Regions from separate parts of the Mus musculus genome. Here region 2 is linked to region 1. A link is a contact called in public Hi-C data. All regions are on one chromosome and are shown on one strand. Each heading gives the region's core, a stretch centred on a gene start, on an enhancer-like site or on the middle of the called end of the contact. The rest is flanking DNA. Distances are from core to core; before and after follow the strand shown.

Region 1 (5,341 bases), core at 1,303-3,802:
ATTTGAATTCTGGGGACTGTTCCCTGGACAGGAGGCTCTGGACTGTGTAAGACAGAGAAAGCTAGCTCATCACTAGCACAAATGTAGCCATTGATCTCTACTAACAGCAGCTATAATGTGACAATCTGTATCAGGTTCCTGTTGTTGGTCTTCAGTAAAATGGTAAAATGTGTCTTGAACTCTGAGGTAAAATAAACCCTTTCTCACCAAAATGGTGTTCGTCAGAGTATTTTTTTCACAGCAACAAGAAAAGAAACTAAGGCACTATCAGTGTTTTGTATGGATGTTTGTTTTGATTTTAAAACAGATTTACTAAGATATAATTTACATTTCATCAAATAGTATGATTCAGTATCTTTTATTCAGAATCGTGCAACATTTACAACACATTTTCCTTACATATGAAGAAAATGTTTTATATGTAAAACATTCTATGAGATCAATATATTTAGATCCTATATAGAGTGATATCATGTGTTCATTGTCTTCATCTGTATAGATTATTTCATTGGCTATAATTTTTGAAGATAATTCATGTTATTACATAGGATAATAATCCATTCCATAGATAACAGATTGTTTTTATGCATTCATCTATTGATGAACTTTTATGTTAGTTATGTGCTTGAGTGTTTGTGACTAGTGCTGTAATAATGTATCAATGAGTACAACTCTTCTCCATTCAGCCTTGCAGTACTTTTGAATTAAAAAGCCAGATGGGGGCTGGGAAGCACATTGCTGTGGTACATTATGAGTATCATGATCTTTAGTATATTTAGTGATCTTCATGCTCTTCTCTTCACAGTCTATACTAAACCATGACTGAATGGAGCAGAAAGGAGTTTCTGTCTCCTCATCTTTGTCAGACTTACTTTTTTTTTTTATTTTTCAGGAACAGCCATTCTAATTCAGGTGAAGTGATCAATATCCTTTGGATTTGCACTTCCCTGATGACTACGGTGGAACAGTTTTCATACCTATTTACCATTTGTATTCCTTCTTTGGGAAATTCTTTTCTTCTGGATTATATCTATAGAGTTATGGTTTTGAAAGACTTGCAGAAACTTGTAACGGGGTAAGCAAACTACAAACAATGGCCACATTAGAACTGTAGATGAAATCTTATATACATCATTATGCTTTTCAGGAAAAATACACATGCACACATACACACATGCACACACTTGTATGTACATGTGAGTATGCACAACACTACAAAAATATCATTTTAATATAACATTTAGACAAGGAACGGAGATTATAGAACATAAGTGGAAGGGGAAATACAAGGGATATTGTTTAGGTCCATCCTGATGTATCTGTAATTTGTTACCTACACTTAAATATGTTACTCTACATATATGTTTTTATGATCTTATAACTAAAAATAAGTTTCAAATTGCCATGTGTGTTCTGTCTATAGTTTCTAATTGAATAAGAATCTCAAAGGGAAAAAAATTCCCTTGAGAATTGTAAGAACGTCTTTGATGTTCCTCATTTTCATTGGCTTTTCTGAGTGGTTCTTAAGCTTGGGAGTGCATTAGATGCTCTGAGACTTGTACAGAACACTTACGTCCATCACATAGTCCAGACCACTTTTCCCAAATGCATCCTAAACAACAGCTGTCCTCAAGTGCGTTGATTGCACCTCTTACTTTCTTTCCTCATGTGCATATAATTAAGATATAAGGTAACAGATTTTAATTGGGATTAGCTGAGCAATCCACATAATTAGATAGTGACAAATTTGTTCTACGTATCAATGACTTGTTGTTTCAGCAGTTTCTCTCAAGGAGCCTGGAGAGGGGTAAATTGCTCACCCTCAAATTTTAGACGGCTGTTGTATAAAAAAAACTTACTAATTGAATGGAGAGTTAGTTCCTGGAACAGACATTTCACATAGTCTATGTTTACACCATGGTTTATAGCTAAAGGACCATGCCTGCTACAATAGTTAATTGCTGTGTCAAGTTGACGAGACAAGGAATGCACAGAATAGTGAAACTTTATTCCAGGTATAAGCAACTTTGTTATCTATTATTATCCTCATCATCGTCATTATCATCATCATTATTATTGTTGTTGCTTTTGTGATAAAACACCATTACTAAGGGCAGTGTATGGAAGAGAACATTTACTTTGTTTATGGTTCCAGAGATACAGAATATACCCTGGCAAAGTGCAGGTATGGAGATAAGCAACTGTCATTCATGATAACTGGAAGAGGAAGATGAATGCTCGTATCTTTAGCTGCACCCATGAAGTCAGAGTGAGTAAATTAAAAGTGTTGAAAGGGTAAGGCTATGAATTTACAGGCCAGGTGGGAGTACATCCAACCCAGTGACATATTTCCTCCAGCAAGAGTGAGCCTTCCCACATCCTCCCCAAAGATGCTAACAACTAAAAATCAAGTGTTCAAATATATGAGTCTATTGGGAATATTTCTTATTCAAACCATGACTCTGTGTGTGTGTGTGTGTGTGTGTGTGTGTGTGTGTGTGTGTGTATGTGTGTGTGTGTATTCAGTTGGGTCTCAAGGGGGATGACATATGAATCATGAAATTGAGTAAGATAGATTGAAAGTGGCTAACACCAGCATGAAAGAAGCCAGACTTGTAACTATTATATTTTGTGAAGTATGTCACAGAAAAATATCAAATGCTGGTGGGTAGGTCTCAGAGATGAAACAGCGATCAGATACGTAAAAACAAGGGACTGGTAGATTTGATCTTTTTCTGAGTTAGAGGATCTGTTCTAACTACATAGCTTCTGGTTATTGGCCAGCAATGTTGGACAGACAGTGGCTTGTAAATGCATCAGTTAGTTCTCTCCCTTTATAGTTACAGGGTGTTCTATTTTTGTGTATGTCTGTCTCTAAATTTTCTTTAAAGGAGAATTCCATGAGCATACTATGTAAGATCAAGTGTATTTTTCTACTATGATGTTATCATAACTCAATTAGTTATATCTGTAACAACACTACTTTCAAATTCATTTTGCAGCATTAGAGATCAAAATTGCTACAGTATGAAAATATTTAAGCATTCAACCCATAGCAATATTTAAAGTATTAATACAATATGCTTAAAGCATATGATTAATCTGCAAATCTAATGAATATTTTATTAGTATAAACTACAAACTGCTATCACTTGTATTCTGTGAATAGCAATCAGAAAGACAGAGATTGTGTCTTGACCAACAAAGGCTATGACTAAAAAATACTGTATATTTGCTCAACACAGATAATGAGGTCAAAGGGGAAACCAACACACTTATACCACCATTACACAATTTTTCTCAACCTTTAGGAAAGCTAAATGAACAGTATATGTTGTTGTACTTATTAGAATTCTATAGGAGAGATTAAATTATTGAAGAAATTATTGTAAATAGAGCATTTTCAAAGCTTTGAAGATTAGTGTGCAATTTGATAAAGTTTAGCTTTTACATAAAAGAAAAATTCAAAATATTGGAAAATAAACAAAGTCTCTTTTAAGAGACTTTGTTTTAAAAATGTATATATAGTGAAGTGAAAATTTCAATATTTATAACACAATGCTAAATTTCTATTTAGCTATAAATTTATTTGAAAAAGGAATCCTATCCCCCCAATCTGATCCTAATGAAAGACACTCTGGTTCTTCCCTTGTCAGCTTCCAGTCTAACCTTGACCTTTAACTCAGTAGCCCTGTGGTTTTTGTTATACAAATTTACTGCAAAGGTACTTCTCAGAGTTCTGCAGCTCTGTCTTATCTACTAAGAATTGAATTTTATTCTTCTGTTTTCAAGTTTAGGAAGTAAACTTACCTTTTTTGTCACCACATGCACTCCAGAAACCTTAGCAATTTTTATATTATTTCCAAACATAATATCTGTATATACTAAATTTTTTTCCATTTTTTATTAGGTATTTAGCTCATTTACATTTCCAATGCTATATCAAAAGTCCCCCATACCCACCCACCCCCACTCCCCTACCCACCCACTCCCCTTTTTTGGCCCTGGCGTTCCCCTGTAGAATAAGAGCAAGCAAAATGTCTTAAAAATGTCAATTTGAAAACATAATTTTCAAAACTGTTCAGAAAAGAGGTGGGGCTGGAATGATTGCTCAGCAGTTTATAGTGCTTGCCACTCTTACAGAATACCTGCCTTCAAATTCCAGCATTCAAAGTGTGCCTTACATCTACCAGTAACTCCCAGATCCAAATCACCAGACATCCCCTTATAATACAGTGGGTGTCAGGCACAAGGAGGACACACATACATACACACAGGCAAAATGTGCATACATGCCAAATAAAATATATAAATCTAAAATGTTTTAAATTATTGAGATGAAAAGAATTGTGGCCCTCCTTTTTCTGGTTCCTTTCTTTTGTTCGTTCATTCGTTCTTCTGTCCATCCTTCCTTCCTTCTTTCTTCTTTTTTTCTTTTTTAAAAAAATACATTTATTCACTTTACATCCTGATTGCTGTCCCCCTCTCAGTGTCCCCTCCCATAGTCCCTGGCCCCATGCTCCCTCCCCTTCTCTTCTGAGAGGATGGAGGCCACTTTTTTGTATCCCCCTACCCTCACACAGCAGGTGTTTGCAGCACACCAAGTCTCTCACTGAGGCTACACAAAGCAGCCCAGCTAGAAGAACATAATCCACAGATAGGAAACATTAGGGATAGCCCCCTTTCTCCAGTTGTTCGGGACCCTTATGATGATCGCACTGCACATCTGCTACAAATGAGTTAGTGGTGTAGGTCCAGCCTGCATATGCTATTTGGTTTGTGGTCCAGTCTCTGTGAGCTCTCAAGGGTCGAAGTTGCTTGACTCTGTGTTCTTCTTGTGCAGTTCCTATCCCTTTCTCAGAAAACAGCCTGAAATATCTTGTAATTTTGAAGTAGCAAAAGGCTGCACACACACACACACACACACACACACACACACACACACACACAGACACATACACAGACACACACACACACACAGAGAGAGAGAGAGAGAGAGAGAGAGAGAGAGAGAGAGAGAGAGAGAGAGAGAATAACTATGGCAAAAGAAAGCAAAAAACAACTAAAATTACCAAAAGCATAGCAATCTCCTCAGAGATTAAACTTTTCTTCTGGGAGTAAGGGTCTCATTATACACAAGATGATCTAAAGAGAGGTAAACAAACAGAATGCTCTAAAGGAAAGTGAAATATTGTTTCCTATAGGAGAGCAGCTTAGGCTCAGGAATTAAAACAAAACAAAACAAAACAAACAAAGAAAAAACCCTCAAAGGCCTCAGGAAGTCCATGAAACTGACTATATAACTAAGTTCTTCCTTATCCATGTATATGGAAGTACTAAG
Region 2 (5,986 bases), core at 390-2,889, 240 kb after region 1:
CAAGGGAAAAGGGCCTGTTACAGAATAATCAAAACACTAAATGAACAAAATAAAGAAAAAAAATATTAAAAGTTGAAAGAGAAAAAAGGCCAATATCATATCAAGACAGATCCACTAGAATTATATCTGTTCTATGAACAAAGACTCTAAAGCCAGAAAAGTCTAGACAGATGTCTTAAAGTCTCTAAGAGAACACAAATCTTAGTCCATACTACTATACCCAACAAAAAGTTTTAATCACCATAGATGGGAAAACACCACCATATTCCTCGACAAAACCAAATTTAAACCATATCCAAAAATCCAGACCTATAGAAGATAAGGGAAAACTCCAACCCAAGGTTAACTACACCCAAGAAAGCATGGCACATAAATAAATTCACACGAAAATACAAAAAAGGAAACACACACTCATAAACACACTGCCACCACCAACGTTGATATAACAGAAAGTAACAATCATTGGTCTTCAAAATCTTCAGTATCAGTGGATTCAATTCGCCAATAAAAAGACAAACACAGTCAGAATGGATGCGAAAATAGGATCCATCATTCTTTACATACAAGTGATATATTCAAACTCCAAAGAAAGACATTACTTGAGAATAAAGTGCTAGAAAAAGATTTTCCAAGCAATGGACCTAAGAAGCAAGTTGGAGTAGCCATCATAATATGTTATAGAATAGACTTTGAACCAAAATTATTCAAAATAAATGGGGAAGGGCACTTCATACCAATCAAAGGAGAGATCCATCAATATGATATCTCAATTCTGAATACCTATATACCAAATACAATAGCACACATGTTCATCAAAACAAAAAATACTGAAGCTTAATTTCGCACATTAGTAGTGATACACTTTAACACCCCACTCTCACAAATGAGCAGATCATTGAGATGGAAGCTAAACAGAAAGAATAGAACTAACATATCTTATGATTCAAATGGACCCAACATATCTACAGAAAATTTTACCCAGAGAGTACCCAGCTCTGTGTGCATCTGTGTGCTCCCTCCCTCAGGGTGTACAGATGCTGCTGTACACAGTGCTAGAAGAAGCAGACCCTGGAAAATGGGGTCTACAGCATACCCAATCCAGAAAGAGGAGGGGTGGCAGGGTGTTGTAGGAGAAATCTTCTGAGGATTTTTGTCACACACTCTGGTAGAGTCAGCTTGATAAGCCGAGAGGCTTGGAAGCTACTCACGAGGCAGAAGAGTTTCACGGAAACTCACTCTTGGAGTCTGGCGTTCTCTCTAACCCACACATAAATATGTTATTCCCGCGTTAGTCTAGTGTATGGATCCACCTGCTCTCTTTTAGTATTATCCTATTATAAGTGCCTTTTAAGATTGAATTCTGACATAGCTAAAGCCTTCGCCAGTGTTCCAATGTCCTAGAAAGTCCTTGAGCAGACCATGGGCTTGGAATTCAGTAAGAATGTTGCTATGCAGTGACATTCAGAATTGCCTCTGGTACTACACTATCACTTTGAGTAAAAGCTAGGTCACTGCCCTACACAGGAATTTACCATCATCTAGGAAGAAGGAAGTTTCAGACCTAAGGAGAAACCAGAATAGATACTCAGAACTATAGATAGCCGAGTTACACCCATACACGCGTATTTACAATGCCCTAGAGGGGAGGTGGACTATACAATAGACTAAAATAGGAACTATGGCAAGGGCACGAAGCCCATGACCCTGGCTTCTAAGATTAAGTGAAATCTTAGGTGGAGCTCTTGTTGATCCCAGTTGTTAACAATGAATTCTATCCCAGGTGGTTCCTGTTAGACCTTCTGTGTTTGCATTCCTCTGTTTTATGTAAGAATCCATTAACCTCTTTGTACCTTGCTGGTATGTCACCCAACTTCCTTATTGTCTTCTCTATAAAAAGTTTGATGCTCGATTTGACAAATTACATTCAGATTCTACACAGCCTCTCCTGTGTGCATCTGTCATCCCATCCAACACTTTGCCCACCTGCCCCAGAGACCCGTTCCGTGCAGACAAAGGGGCCCAGAGAGTCTGAGGCAGATTTTAATGTTACAGTTCTGTTAGATTATATAGTCAATGAAACAGCTTTTTTAGAAGACATCCAGTGAAGTAGCTTATGTGCACCCATTTTATTTGGGGTGAACAAAGGCTCTATTTAAACCTTGAAGTGTAGAATGAAGTTTTCAGGGTGAATGTGAATCATTATGTCTCGTTCACAGTTAGAGGCATTCCAGGAATCTTAGGTACTTGCTAGTTAGGTTCTTATTTGGAAAGAGGAAGTTGAATTTATAGGTTTTCCAAGAACTGCATTATCTCTCTCAGGTAGAGGCTGTGGAGGTCAGGCTCTCTAGATAAAGTCAGAGAAAGAGAAGCCTTGCTGGCAATGGGGGTTGGGAGTCCTCCATTTTGCACTTAGCTGAGAGAAATTATTCAAACATGGAAGACTTTCACCTTAAGTAGTAAAGTTTCTATCCAATATCATAGAAGCAACTTAATAGCATACCTGAAACCTCTTGAATAAAAAGAGGCAAATACACCCAAGAGGAATGTATGTTAATAAATCATCAAACTCAGGGCTTAAATCTATAAAATAGAGAGAAAAACAATAAAAAGAATCAATGATACAAAGAGTTGGCTCATCTTTCCAAGTCTGTCAAACTTCCAATGAATAAACAATAAATAAGCTTTTTCTGTTAGATAAAAGGTATAAGTATGGAAGTTATGAATTAGGCCTCTTCAAATCTATGAGAATTTACTCCCCTGTTATTGGTCTTATGTGTCATTCTGGTATATTCTGCAGAGTTCTGGGAATTGTGGTAGTGTGCCGAGTAGAAGGCATCTGCTTTCTCCTTAGAGCTCTCTCCACACACACTTTTCAGGTTTCACTTTTTAACTTTTATAACATTTAGTCATCCACATTCTTTCTCTGTTCTGAAGTGCTGTGAACCTGTTGATGCAGTCCTATCTTCTAATCTAGGCTCTTTTCCTTTTTACCAGCACTATCACCTTATTCCTTCATTTCGCTTATTTCAATGATATTTTATTCTTTTGTGAATAGAAGTATTCCTTGATTTATTTCCCAAAGTATTTAGTGTGAGTGTAGAGGAAGGCTTTTGTTTATTTATTTATTTATTTATTTATTTTTCAGTGTTCATGGTGTATTTTGCTACTTTGATAAATATGTTACTAAATATAGGAATTTTATGGTAGAGTATTGAGTGTCTTAATGTATATACATATACATAAACAATGAATCATATCATGTGTCAATAAGTATACTTTTATTTCTTTGTTTCGTTTTTGTGTCCCTTTTATATCCTTCACTTTTCTTATTGTTCTAGCTACACCTTCAAGTATTATGTTGAACTAGAGGGAGAGAGAGTGAACATTTTGTCTTGCTCCTAGTTTTACTGACAAAGCTTTGAGATTTTTGTTTCTTTGTTTGTTTTTGTTTCTTTCTATTTATCATGATATTGACTTGAGACTTGTCAAATGCTGCCTATTTTATGTTGTGATACATCCTTTCTATCTCTAGGTTTTGGGAATTTTAATTTTGAAGAAAACATTTTATTTTGTCAAAGGATTTTTTTCTTTGTCCAGTGAATTGATCATGGGATTTTATCCTTTTCTTTCATATGTAGGTACTAGATTTGTTATATGTGCATTTAAATTGAAAGTTCAATAGAAATTTACTAAACTAGAGAGAGATGAAATATAAAAAGAAACTTCAACAGAGTGGTGTTAGCACATGGGTTGCATAAAAGAAAGATGAATAATGGAACAGAGAGTTAAGTCACATGAGTGATGGGAATGCAAGATAGAGGAGTGAATATGGGGATGCAGAACTAACACTAAAGTATTTGAAAATGTCATATGAAAACTGACTACTCTTGAAGCCTTCTAAAATACATACAAATATAAGTGGAGTTTATAGTGAGGAGTGGGTAGGGAGGGTATACCTCTCAGAGATATTATAAACTACCAAATATAAACCCCACTGAAACGTATGGGTTATCTTTTTAATATAGTAGTTCAGGGGAAAATCACAGTCATTTTACAAGTCTTTCATACTATTTGTATTATTTTTTCTTACTAGTTGTAACGTGATAGTAAGACAATAGTACAAAAGATACCACATAGTTGAATCACAGATGATGGATAAACAAACCTGTTACTGGCTTGTATTGTTCGTAATTACTGACTAGTTCCCATAATGCTAGAGCTATCTGTACACAGTGATGGTGAAGAAAAATAATAAACAGTCTAATCGGTATATTAATTCCATAATATATTTATTTAACTATTTCAATACATCCCCTCTGGTACAATATTGACATGAATGAATGGAGTTAATCAACCTCTTTCTAATCAGGTTTACATCATGCTTTATAAAATAAAATGTATCTCTGTTGTATTTAACTGGGTCAAAAGTCTATGGTTGGCAATGCAGTAACCATAGGAGTGAATACAATACTATATATTTGTACTGGCTAATTTTGTGTCAACTTGACACAGGCAGGAGTTATCACACAGAAAGGAGCTTCAGTTGAGAAAATGCCTCCACAAGATCCAGCTGTAAGGCATTTTCTCAATTAGTGATCAAGTGGGGAGGTCCCCTTGTAGGTGGTGCCATCTCTGGGCTGGTAGTCTTGGTTCTATAAGAGAGCAGGCTGAGCAAGCCAGGGGAAGACATCCGTAAGGAACATCCCTCCATGGCCTCTGAATCAGCTCCTGCTTCCTGACCTGCTTGGTTCTAGTCCTGACGTCTTTGGTGATGAACAGCATTAAGGAAGTGTAAGCCAAATAAACCCTTTCCTCCCCAACTTGCTTCTTGGTCATGATGTTTTTGCAGGAAAAGAAACCCTGACTAAGACAATATTATATTAAATTGATGCAATATTTAAGTGTCTCCTAAGTCCTACTGTTTTTAATTTTATAGCTATAGATTAGTGCATCTCTTTACCCTCATCAGAGAATCTTATTTTTGTAGTAAATGGTGATTAACAAAGACCTACAATTGTTGAACATATAAGCAGTAAGATACTGTGTGCTAAATAAATAGATACGTGCTAAATGCGACTTAATTTTACCACAAGGCTCAGGGATTATTATAGAATGGATGAAAGATTATAAGACTCAGAAGTGGTAGACTTCTGAAGATATATGTATATATTCGTTGTGTAGGGCAGGGTTGTTGTGCATGTTAACTCACAGAAGCTAAAACTGTACTCACAGAACAGTGTAAAATTTTTCCAGACAAAAATGAGGTAGGAGGTCATAAAATACTACAAGTAGCTGAAGAGCTATTAAAAATTGATGGATTCTGGGAGAGGGAAGAGGCAGATTTCTTCAACTTTTACCCTATAAGAGGAGAGGCTAGCATGTCCCATTATATAACCTCACATCCATTCATATATGCATTTGACTAAGTAGATTTATTTGGGGTTTTGTATTGTTTTGTTTTATAAAGCAGATGAAGCTGGAAAGGACTAATAATAGCGAATATAGTGGAGGGAATAGATGATAGATTTGATCAAAACGCATTGTATGCTTATGTGACTTTTTTGAACAAAATAAAGTTAATAATAAAAATAGGCAGACAAGATATGTGGTAGAAACTTTATTTAAAATGTTCTGAATAGCCAGGCAGTGGTGGCGCATGCCTTTAATCCCAGCACTTGGGAGGCAGAGACAGGCAGATTTCTGAGTTCGAGGCCAGCCTGGTCTACAAAGTGAGTTCCAGGACAGCCAGGGCTATATAGAGAAACCCTGTCTCAAAATAAATAAATAAATAAATAAATAAATAAATAAATAAATAAATAAATAAATATTTAAATAAACAAATAAATAAATAAATAAATATTTAAATAAATAAATATTTAAATAAATAAACAAACAAACAAACAAATAAATAAACAAATAAAATGTTCTGTATGTGTTGAAGCAAGAAAATATGTTATTATAAAAACAAGTATATTATTACATTGTA

What was found. A called contact is a pair of places that touch in the nucleus more often than the background predicts.
Region 2: a contact with region 1 is called in a Hi-C map of the G1E-ER4 cell line, with 2.5 times the contacts expected there. The contact joins two enhancer-like sites. A contact is called at or near these places in 1 of 15 datasets of contacts at CTCF or cohesin (the G1E-ER4 cell line) and 1 of 484 Hi-C or Micro-C datasets (the G1E-ER4 cell line).

What each region holds. Positions count from the first base shown.
Region 1 is chr12:48,614,304-48,619,644 of GRCm38.p6, forward strand. No RefSeq gene overlaps it. Among named protein-coding and RNA genes, the nearest start is that of Gm26454, 390 kb to the right of the region's middle. Within about 2 kb of position 2,553, at least 1 of the 459 cell types and tissues checked has an H3K27ac peak or open chromatin away from gene starts, as enhancers often do. A contact at or near this core is called in the G1E-ER4 cell line, where this site is marked.
Region 2 is chr12:48,851,917-48,857,902 of GRCm38.p6, forward strand. No RefSeq gene overlaps it. Among named protein-coding and RNA genes, the nearest start is that of Gm26454, 150 kb to the right of the region's middle. Within about 2 kb of position 1,640, at least 7 of the 459 cell types and tissues checked have an H3K27ac peak or open chromatin away from gene starts, as enhancers often do. A contact at or near this core is called in the G1E-ER4 cell line, where this site is marked.